2 separate regions of the Mus musculus genome follow, and region 1 is linked to region 2. The links are chromatin contacts, called in public promoter capture Hi-C maps. All regions are on one chromosome and are shown on one strand. The core of a region is the stretch at or near the end of the contact, and the rest is flanking DNA. Distances in the headings are between cores, read along the strand shown. Region 1 holds the start of Sec23a (SEC23 homolog A, COPII coat complex component). Region 2 holds the start of Clec14a (C-type lectin domain family 14, member a).

Region 1 (4,362 bases), core at 1,698-4,197, 740 kb after region 2:
AAAAGCCCAAGTGGTATAACCAGCAGAGAAAGGCATGGTGGTGCATGCTTGCAACCCCAGCACTAGGGGACACTAAGATAGAAGGATTGCTGTAACCTGGGCTACCAGTTGACAGAATGAAACCCTGTCTCAAAGAAACATAACTAAAAGTAGTGGGAGAAGAGCGAAGGAACAGAGGTCATACGTAAGAAAATGACTGCATGAATGAAAATCATCTTTTTTGCTTCCCCTCCCCCCTCCTCTGTTAGAATGCAGTCTTCACATACTTGTTTTATTTTTGGTTTTGTTTTTTTTAGGATATAAAAGTAAACATGTTTTTCTTTGGATCCTCAATACTGTTTAAAAGTAGAAGAAGGTCCTAAGAACCACTGCCTTCGTTTTCTCTCAGTGAGAAAGATTATTAAAAGATTCAGAAAGTGTTCACACTTAGGCAACAGCAGGGTGAAATTTCTACAGTAGGCTATGTACTGGACCCCCATCCAGAATGCTTCTTTAAATGATTCATGTTTATTGTATGTCCGCTGGTGTTTGGCCTGTATATGTCTGTGTGAGGATGTCAGATTCCCTGGAACTGGAGTTACAGACAGCTGTGAGAACATGGGTGCTAGAAAAACCCTGGTCCTCTGCAAGAGCAGCCGATGCTCTGGATGCTGAGCCAGCTCTCCGGCCCCTGGACTGAATTCTACTCCACACCCTCATATTTTATTAGGACAAACAAAGCGTCACCTGAGTGATATGTGAGCACAGTATCATCCCTCTTGCTCAGTTTTTTTCTCTCAACCTCTCTCTGCGCTCCAATGCCACTCACTGCTGTTCACTGAACATCTTAGCACTCTCACTGCCCAGCAGTCATCTGAAGCAAGCAGCACCCTGTTCTTACTTTGTCCAGCTACATGGTCATGCACAGCTTCCTTCTCTTTCCAAAGTAACCGTTCACGCTTCGAATCACAAAGCCCACCTCCAAAGTCCTGTCACAAACCTCCTTAGTGTGATGATCTATTTGGCAAGCGCCTGATCATCCAATACGAACATTAGCCGAAAAATAGAGCCAAGCTTGTTGGAACAGGACTTTAATCCTAGCACGTAGGAGGCAGAGGCAGATGGATCTCTTGTCAGTTCCAGACCTGCCATAGTAAGACCCTGTTTGAAACACATACACACACACACACATCCTGAAATATTGTTATAATGCAGATTTTACAAACTCATCTTCTTAAAACGTGATAAAGATACAAAAGGCCATTTTTTTAAAAAAAAGTCACATTTTTTCAATAATTTATTGCAGTGATGACTATTTTAATTAAGTAATTTCTCCTGATAGAGTCAAAGCCTCATGTCACTTTATCATAACACAGCAAACACTTTCCTACATCCTGAAAGGCTTCCCATAGTATCGGTTTTCTCTATTCCATTTTTACCCCCTTATGCATTCCTAATGGGAAAACATACAAATTTTAAGTAAATTAGTTATCTGTTACCACCTTACCTCCCTACATTTCAGTTGCAAGTTTTCTTTTATATATATTTATTTCATTTTTGTCTATTGGTGTTTTGCCTGTATCTGCCTGTATACTATGTGTGTGCAGTACCTGTGGAAGCCAGAAGTGGGTGGTGGATCCTCTACCAATGGAGTTGCTTGTTAACCACTAGTGAGCTGGGGGTTGAGATGAAAGGTATGTGGGTGTGTTACAAATCGTTGTAAATAGGTAATGAGGCACTGTGTGTGTAAGTGTATTACAAGAGGTTGTAAGCCAGTAGTGAGTTCTCTGTGTGAGTGTGTGTTTCTGTGCCCGTGTATGTGTGTGTATTCATGTGGATGAGCAACCAGTGCTCTTAACTTCTGAGCCATCTTCCCAGGCCCAGTTGTAAAATTTCCAATGAAATAGACTGAGTAACAAATTTTTGCTCTTGGGCAATAAACTTCTCTGGCCTTCAAATTTCACATCAGTTATGTGAGAATTTTGGGGGCAATAATAAAATTGGTCATTGAAACAATTAAAAAACAAAGGCCCTCTGATGATGCTGGAAAGAAGGAAGATGTTAGTATACATTTAAATTTAAATTTCTTTCAGTAAATGTGCCTAGCTATCCGTGGTTTAGGGTGGGGTTGTGTTAAGACAGGACAGAAGTTTAGCTGACGAGATGAATTAGACATCTCCAACTCTACTCTACCTATGGATTTATTTACCTCTTCCTGTTCCTCTCCCACAAACAGTAAAGCTCTACAGACAGAATAAATGCCCCAGTGCATGGTATTGCTCAGTTCTGAAACCTGATCATTAATAATCAAGGCCCCAGGCACTAGCTATACCTGGTGGTTTTTTCTTTAACCTTTATAAGGCCCAAGGCCGAATTACAGGTGATGTAGTCACCTGGGTTCAAAGTCTAGGGCACTCCTGGGCAGTCAAGAAACGAACCTAGAGGCCCCAGGGCACAGGAGCCTTGGGCAGGGTTGGCAAAGCGTGTCACCCAGGAGGTGGGGGTGGGTGCAGAGCCAGATGCTCAGACCCTCGGTCTCCATCCTGCTACGGTCCTTCCACCTAAACTAAGAGGACTAAAGACGAGGGCGCTCCGTCGCCATGACAAGCACAGGGTTCAGCGATCTCGGTTCGGCGCTGGGCCACAGCCTCCGGCACGCCCCGCTGCTTATGCGAGAGCACAGCCGGGACAGAGCCAACAATCCTGACACTCCGGCCCGCCGCCCGCCTCCCAGCTCCGACTAAGACCCCGGTGGAGCAGAGGTGGCTGCCACGCTAGTCCTTACCACAGTACCTACCTAGAAGCTCCGTGACGGCCACAGCCTCCGCCTTGCACAGTCGTCAGTCCGCTCCAAAGCCCTGTAGCAGCCGTGGCACCGCAATCAGGGGCGGCCCCGCCCCGCCCCCGGCCTCTTGGAGGGCCTGGGCCAGGACAACATGGCTGGTGCCGCCTCTGCCACGTCAAAGGGGAGGAGGCGGGGAGGGGCGACCAGCGAAGGGGCGGGAACAGTCCCGGAAGAGGCGGGGCGCGCAGGAGGTAATGGGCGCGTTGAGTGGCGGAAAAGATGAACCGGGAGTAATAAAGAGGGTGGGGCGAGCGTGAAAGACGGCCAAGCAAAGCGGAGGGCGGGGACAATTCAGGAAGGGGCGGGGCTAGCAGGAAGCGATGCGATAGCCAGGGCGGTGGAGGAAGGGAGGTAACCGGAGTAATAAAGGGTGGGATGTGGCCGCTCGAGGCCGTGTGTAGGATTAAGGTTAAAATACCTGACTAGGGCATTGCTAGCCCCAGAAAAAAAGAAAAAAAATGTTAACCACCAGATGTAGCTTTCACGTCTACTGTTTGCTTGAACGATTGTTTTTGTTTTCTAGTATATAGAAAAGGCTCTTGCAAGTTTTTTTCCTGACATTGTATCCGTGTCCAAAGAGGAGAAAGAACGAAGCACGAGTTAACAATTATTTGAAGTATTCGCTAGAAAATAGATGCTCGGATTCTCCTCTAATTTTGGGTTTTCGTCTGTGTGTTGTCAAGAGCCAATGAGAAGGCTTGGCTCAGGGACCTCACTTGCCTAGAACTCATAAGGCAGAAAAAGAAACTTTACTCCCAGAAGTTGTATTCTGACCTCCTCACCGACCCACAAGCAATCGCAAAATAGTAATTTTAAAGTTTTTAAGTATCTCACTCGGCTAGTGGTGATGGTTCATGCCTGTAATCTCAATAGTCAAGGTTAAAAAAAAAAAAAAAAAAAAAAAAAAAAAGGCAGCCCAGCTTACGTTACACTGCAAACTGTAGACCCTTCTAAGCCACAGAAGAGACAGTCTCAAAAACCTAAAAATTATCCTCGTGTGATACTTGGTACTCCAGAAGCTGAGGCCAGGGGATCGGATCACTACAAGTTTGAGACTCCTTGAGCTACCTAATGAGTTCCAGAACAGCCTCAACTAAACTTTAAGATGCTATCCGAAAAAGTGAAAAACAAAACAAAAAGTTCTGCATTCATCCACTCTGTTCCCCGCGAAGTCAGAAAGACACCACCCTAAGGGGTTGTAAGATTTAGACGAATGTAACGTGTTTACAAATGGTTAAAGGCTTTAGTACTCTAAAAATGACGATTATAGCGATATTGTTCATTAATTTTAAAAATATTAAAGATTTCAAAGTTCATCCTCAGTCCCTGCCGCCTACCCAAGCTTTAGACGAGAAAATGGGATTAGACAGAGCGACCTAGAAACTCTTCAGGAACCACTTCTGCCAGGAATTATTCTCGAGCGCTACATTCCACCACCGGTGCCATAAGCTTGATGCAACCAGCAGGTTTCTTGTGTGGCTCCGCCCCCTTGCGCCTGTAGCCGGTGGCCTCGGCGGAGGTCGCTTAGGCGCCTGCGC
Region 2 (4,645 bases), core at 1,656-4,155:
GTAACAACCCCCTGATGCACACACATTGTCATTGTATTCACAATCTATTGAGAAGAAACAGAAATGGCTTGACATTCAAGTGTCCCCAGCCCCCACCCACATGGATTAAATAGGACACAAGAATCTAGCAACCTTGGAAGAAGCAAAGCTTCCTTTGGCTTTAGTGCACCCAGAAGATTTCAAATCAATACGTAGCATTAACGTTTTAATTGAGAATTAACATCATTGTAATTGGAAGTGAGGATCAGCATCTTGATGCCTACAAGGTGGCTTGAATAGGAAGGTCATTACACTGGAGAACACAAACCCTGGAAAAGGAAGACACAAATCATTTGTTTCCTTGGGCAAGGACACACAGTAAACACTTGGATTGGTGGTCAACTGTAATTTGCTTCTGGAGTCAGAAACTGGCAACATTGCACTTCCGATTTATGGCAGAGCACAGTCACAGTGACTTTGAAAGCAAAGGATAAAAGAATAAAGGGAAACTTCACTAGTTCTGAAGGAGCTGGTGTATAAAGACTTTTCCCCCAAAGCTCAGAGTGTACCCTTGTGTGTCTTACCAGTAAACTCATAGCCAGTTGCTATCCTCAGAATGGTGTATTCCTAAATAACACCCTTTGTATAAGTCAAACATATGTTAGCCTAGGTTTTCAACAATGTTTTATTATTTGCCTCAAAATTTCAAGCTAATATATTCCTAGCCTGAATAATATAGATATTCCCTTCCCATTTTGGATGAAAAGAAATGTTCAAAAAATTATAGTGTTATTTATTTGTTCCCAGTACTGGAAATATTCAAGCATTTCTTCAAATTCCCCCAGAGAATAGGAAAATGTCTCTTGCCATTTTTTACCCTGTCTTCCAATACCAGCCCACAGCTTCCACCTCTTCCCCTTTCAGGGAACAAGTGTCTCTTTCAGATTTAGCACAAAATAAAATGTATGGGAAGGAGGACTTCCACAGTAATCACTGAAAATTTTCTTCTTTCCCCAATTGTTGGGACTGAAAAAGTCTAGGCAAGATGTGAGCATTGAGGTGTTTCCCTAAGTGTCCCGATCCAAGAGCGCACCCAGCCAGTGAAGAACCTAAGCTCAGTCCTTCAGGCCACAGTCCCACTCTTCACTCCAATGTCAGTGCATTGTGTAGAACTGTGGTGCAAAGAGGTAGCCTCGGCATCACATTCCACACCTGGTGAGTCCAAAGCTCCCTTCCCTGTCCTGGAGGAACGGCTTTTGTGGAAGCAGAGTTTGAAAAGCCCCAGCACTGTAATGGTCAAGACGACCAAAACGATAACTGCTATGCTCACAAGTATGAAGACCACCGTGGAAGAGGTGTCGAAAGTCAGAGAAACAGGGGGCGAAGATGTGTAGTTCAGGACCACGCTTCCTGATGGTGTGCCAGTGACTTTTGGCTTGGTTTGTGGGGTCTTTTGAATAGTAGGTAAAGTACTCTGTGTTCCCCACTGAAGAATCTCAGTGACCTGTGGCATCTCTCCTGGCTTGTCATAGACCTGACCTGGCCATGTTCTGTTTGTCACAGCACCTGCTGGAGTGGCTGTTACATTCCTGGTGGGCAACTTGGTCCCCTCGAGGGTTAGCTGTTCTTCAACTTTGGTCTCACAAGAACGTCCGTCCTTCCCCAGCTCAAAGCCCACTGCACATTCGCAGGTGAAGTCTCCCAAGTGATCTAGACAGTCAGGGAGCTCCACACACTTGCCAGCAAGGAGGTACCTCCCGGAACAGGGGCAGAGCACTGTCCCAGGGAAAAGCCCGTCCCAGTGTGCGCTTGTCTCTTCCTGGATGCAGGTGGACGAAACAGAAAGGTCCCCAGGACACATCGCACTCACCTCTGTCCCAGGAGGGCTGAAGTCCAGCGCGGAGCTGCTCAGCCGGAAGGGAGCTTGGAAACTCAAATTAGAGGCGGCTCCTGGGCGAGGTGCAGGGCACAGAACCTCAAACTGGTACTTGCATAGGTAGCCATCGGTGCGCAGATGACAGCGCATCTCCTTCCAACCAGCAGGCTCCACTCCCCTGGTGGCCTGGAGCGCAGCGCACTTTCTCACTGTACAGGAACGTTGTGGCTCTTCCACCCACGGTAGTGGGCTGTCCTCTGAGTCTTCTGAGTCCGGGTGCAACCAGGAGAAACCCCTTAAAGGCTCTTTCTCCTGAGTGCACTGTGAGATGCTGCGTTCCAGAGCCACCCAGAACAGAAGATCTTTGGAGCCTCCGCCAGGCCCGGGACCTGCACGCAAGAGCAGGAGCACAGCTTGAAACTCCGAGCCTGAGTGCACGGTGCTGAGAGTCCCGCCCCTTAGGCTGCAGGCCTCCTCCGCCGCCCTTCTCTTGAAGGTAGCGTGGTGAAGGCTGTAGCAAGCCCCCGAGGCCGAACAAGCTGCGCGATCGGCCGTGGGATGCTCCCCATTCCCTGGCCGAGGCCAGAACGCAGGACAGAGGAGGCACAGGGCAAGCGCTGGCCTCATCCTGGAGACTCAACATGCAGCTGCTCCCAAGTCCTCTGGTTTGCTGGAGGGCACGGAGCTTTCTCTAAAGTCACCGCCCTCTACAGCCCTTTCTACCACTATGTGTGCCCTCCCCTCGCCTCTCTTGAGCCCTCATCCTCCAACAGCTGAAAACTCCGCCACAACACTCCCTTGGCCAACTGCTTTCCCTAGGCCGTGACAGGAAATGTGTCCCAGAGCCCTGCCAGGCTCTTTTTGGCCCTGATTTATTCAGGGGTCAGGAACACAGCTGGCGCCTCAACGCTGGGCCAAGGGGGTCCAATGCCCCGCTTAGATAAGCAGGAGAAAAGAAGTTTGCCACCGGGATCAAGTGAGGCTCTTTTCTTGCTCACACTTATCTGGACTTTGGATCTCAGAATGCAGTGATGATCGTGGGCAGGAACCATAAGCCCACACCCGCCTATTGTGTTTATGTCCGGGACTGTGGAGCTGGCGTCAGTATAATTTGTAGACTGTTCCAGGCTTCCAGGAGGTTTCCTGAGCATGGTGCTGGGGGAGGGATCTTGTGAGGAATGTTCCTACTTCTTTCTAAGCTGGAGGCCTCACTAGTAAAACCACTGATCTCTAGGGGCAGCTCTCTTTCTTTACTGTGCCAAAGGAAACCCAGACGTGCAAATTGCCAGTCAAGGGGCCTAGAATTCCTTGGGGGCATTTTCAATGGAAAAATAGCTCCTCTGTTTGGCACTTGCCTTAAAGTTTAATTTGTACTTCTATTTGTTTATTTTTTAAATACCGGTGTTGGCTGGTTGGGGCAAATATTTACATCGAGGTGACAAACAATAGCCACAGGTCCTGATTATGGTGGTTTCCTCACCAGTACATGTGCTCAAACCCTCTTGAGGATATTAGGTCATATGCGAATGAGTTCACGGTCTTATAAAATCACATCTGTATGTGATTTTTATCCTTGAACTATGGAAAATCACAGCTCCTGTGATTATCTGCCAACATTTATAGAAGAAAAGTGTAAAAGGACACAAATAAAAGCTCAAAAATTTTTATTTTGAAAATCAAACTATTTATTCAATCATAATGCACATTCGACACCGGAAAATAATACTCTGTAATTTGAAAAATGATTGAATCAGCTACTCCAGGTTCCAATGGCTGTTTTGTTTTAATGTGCACACTTGCTCATTGGGAAGTGTGGGAGAATTAAAGAAAGAAAGGTTTGGGGGGAAAAAAAGGTTAAAATCAGCATTATTGTTAGGTTTCAATCTGGGACAAATGACTGAGTTGCCTATTTACCATATCAAAGAGGACACTGGCTACCAGGTTCTCTTGGCATCCCTTGGTCCCTATCTGTTACAGAGCCCTCCTGGCTGGCATACCCCATCCCATTTCCTGAACTCTCCATCACAGAGACCTGGGCTGTCCTTCTGATCTGGTTACCCACTCTCTTTGTACCTTTGGACTCTTGGCTGCTGCACCTGGTTCCCTCTCTTCCCTCTCCTCTCCCCTCCCCATCTCCCCACATGGGCCTAGCTATTTCTACAGTAAACCTCCTCCACCATACCTAGGAAGAAGGTCATGTCTTATCATTTCTTTTTTATTATTTTCATTCAATTATGAATGTTCTTTTATGTTTGTAGCAATTTAGAGAATGTTATACACTTATAATGACATGTGTCACTTGTCTGTCTTGATTCACAATGGCAAATGTCATGTGCTTAGAAACAGACTACATTTAGCCCTCTTAAAGAGGCAACCTGCTTGTAAGTGTTCGAAACCAGAATGGAAGTTGCTATCTCTAATGTGTTCCTATGCACGTTTTCACTTGCTTTGCTGCGCTGAATTGAACTGTTTTCGTTAACAAGAGGCAAGAAGAGGATGTCAAGATAACCTGTGTATGTTCCCTCCTGTTTTTGTTATTACTATCACATCCGGGAATTCCTTGTATCCCAAAAGGAGACAGTAAACATGAAAAATTGTCATCAAACTAGCCTGCTCTTTCGGACTGAGGAGTTGCACAAGGATTTTTCTTCTACCCTTTGTGTTTCCCAACTTAAATGACATTCCTCAATTCTTTCTAATATCTGGGACATACAAAATGGCTTTGCATTTAGCTGGAGGAACTTTGTGTCTTATAAGAAAGAACTATGAAAAGTCCAGAAATCTAACTGA

Evidence for each region. Promoter capture Hi-C pulls out the DNA fragments that hold promoters and counts their contacts.
Region 1: a promoter capture Hi-C map of embryonic stem cells shows a contact between it and region 2, with 2.5 times the contacts expected there. The contact joins the promoter of Sec23a here to the promoter of Clec14a in region 2. A contact is called at or near these places in 5 of 39 promoter capture datasets (cranial neural crest, embryonic stem cells, frontonasal cranial neural crest and 2 more) and 1 of 115 datasets of contacts at active chromatin or transcription factors (embryonic limb bud).

The regions. Positions count from the first base shown.
Region 1 is chr12:59,009,070-59,013,431 of GRCm38.p6, forward strand. It overlaps Sec23a (SEC23 homolog A, COPII coat complex component), which reads right to left and starts at 2,948. Exons shown (of 20, transcript NM_009147.2): 1 at 2,777-2,948. It overlaps Gemin2 (gem nuclear organelle associated protein 2), which reads left to right and starts at 4,322. Exons shown (of 10, transcript NM_025656.5): 1 at 4,322-4,362.
Region 2 is chr12:58,266,353-58,270,997 of GRCm38.p6, forward strand. Clec14a (C-type lectin domain family 14, member a) reads right to left here and starts at 2,906. Exons shown (of 1, transcript NM_025809.5): 1 at 1-2,906. The coding sequence starts at 2,482. The coding sequence ends at 1,103.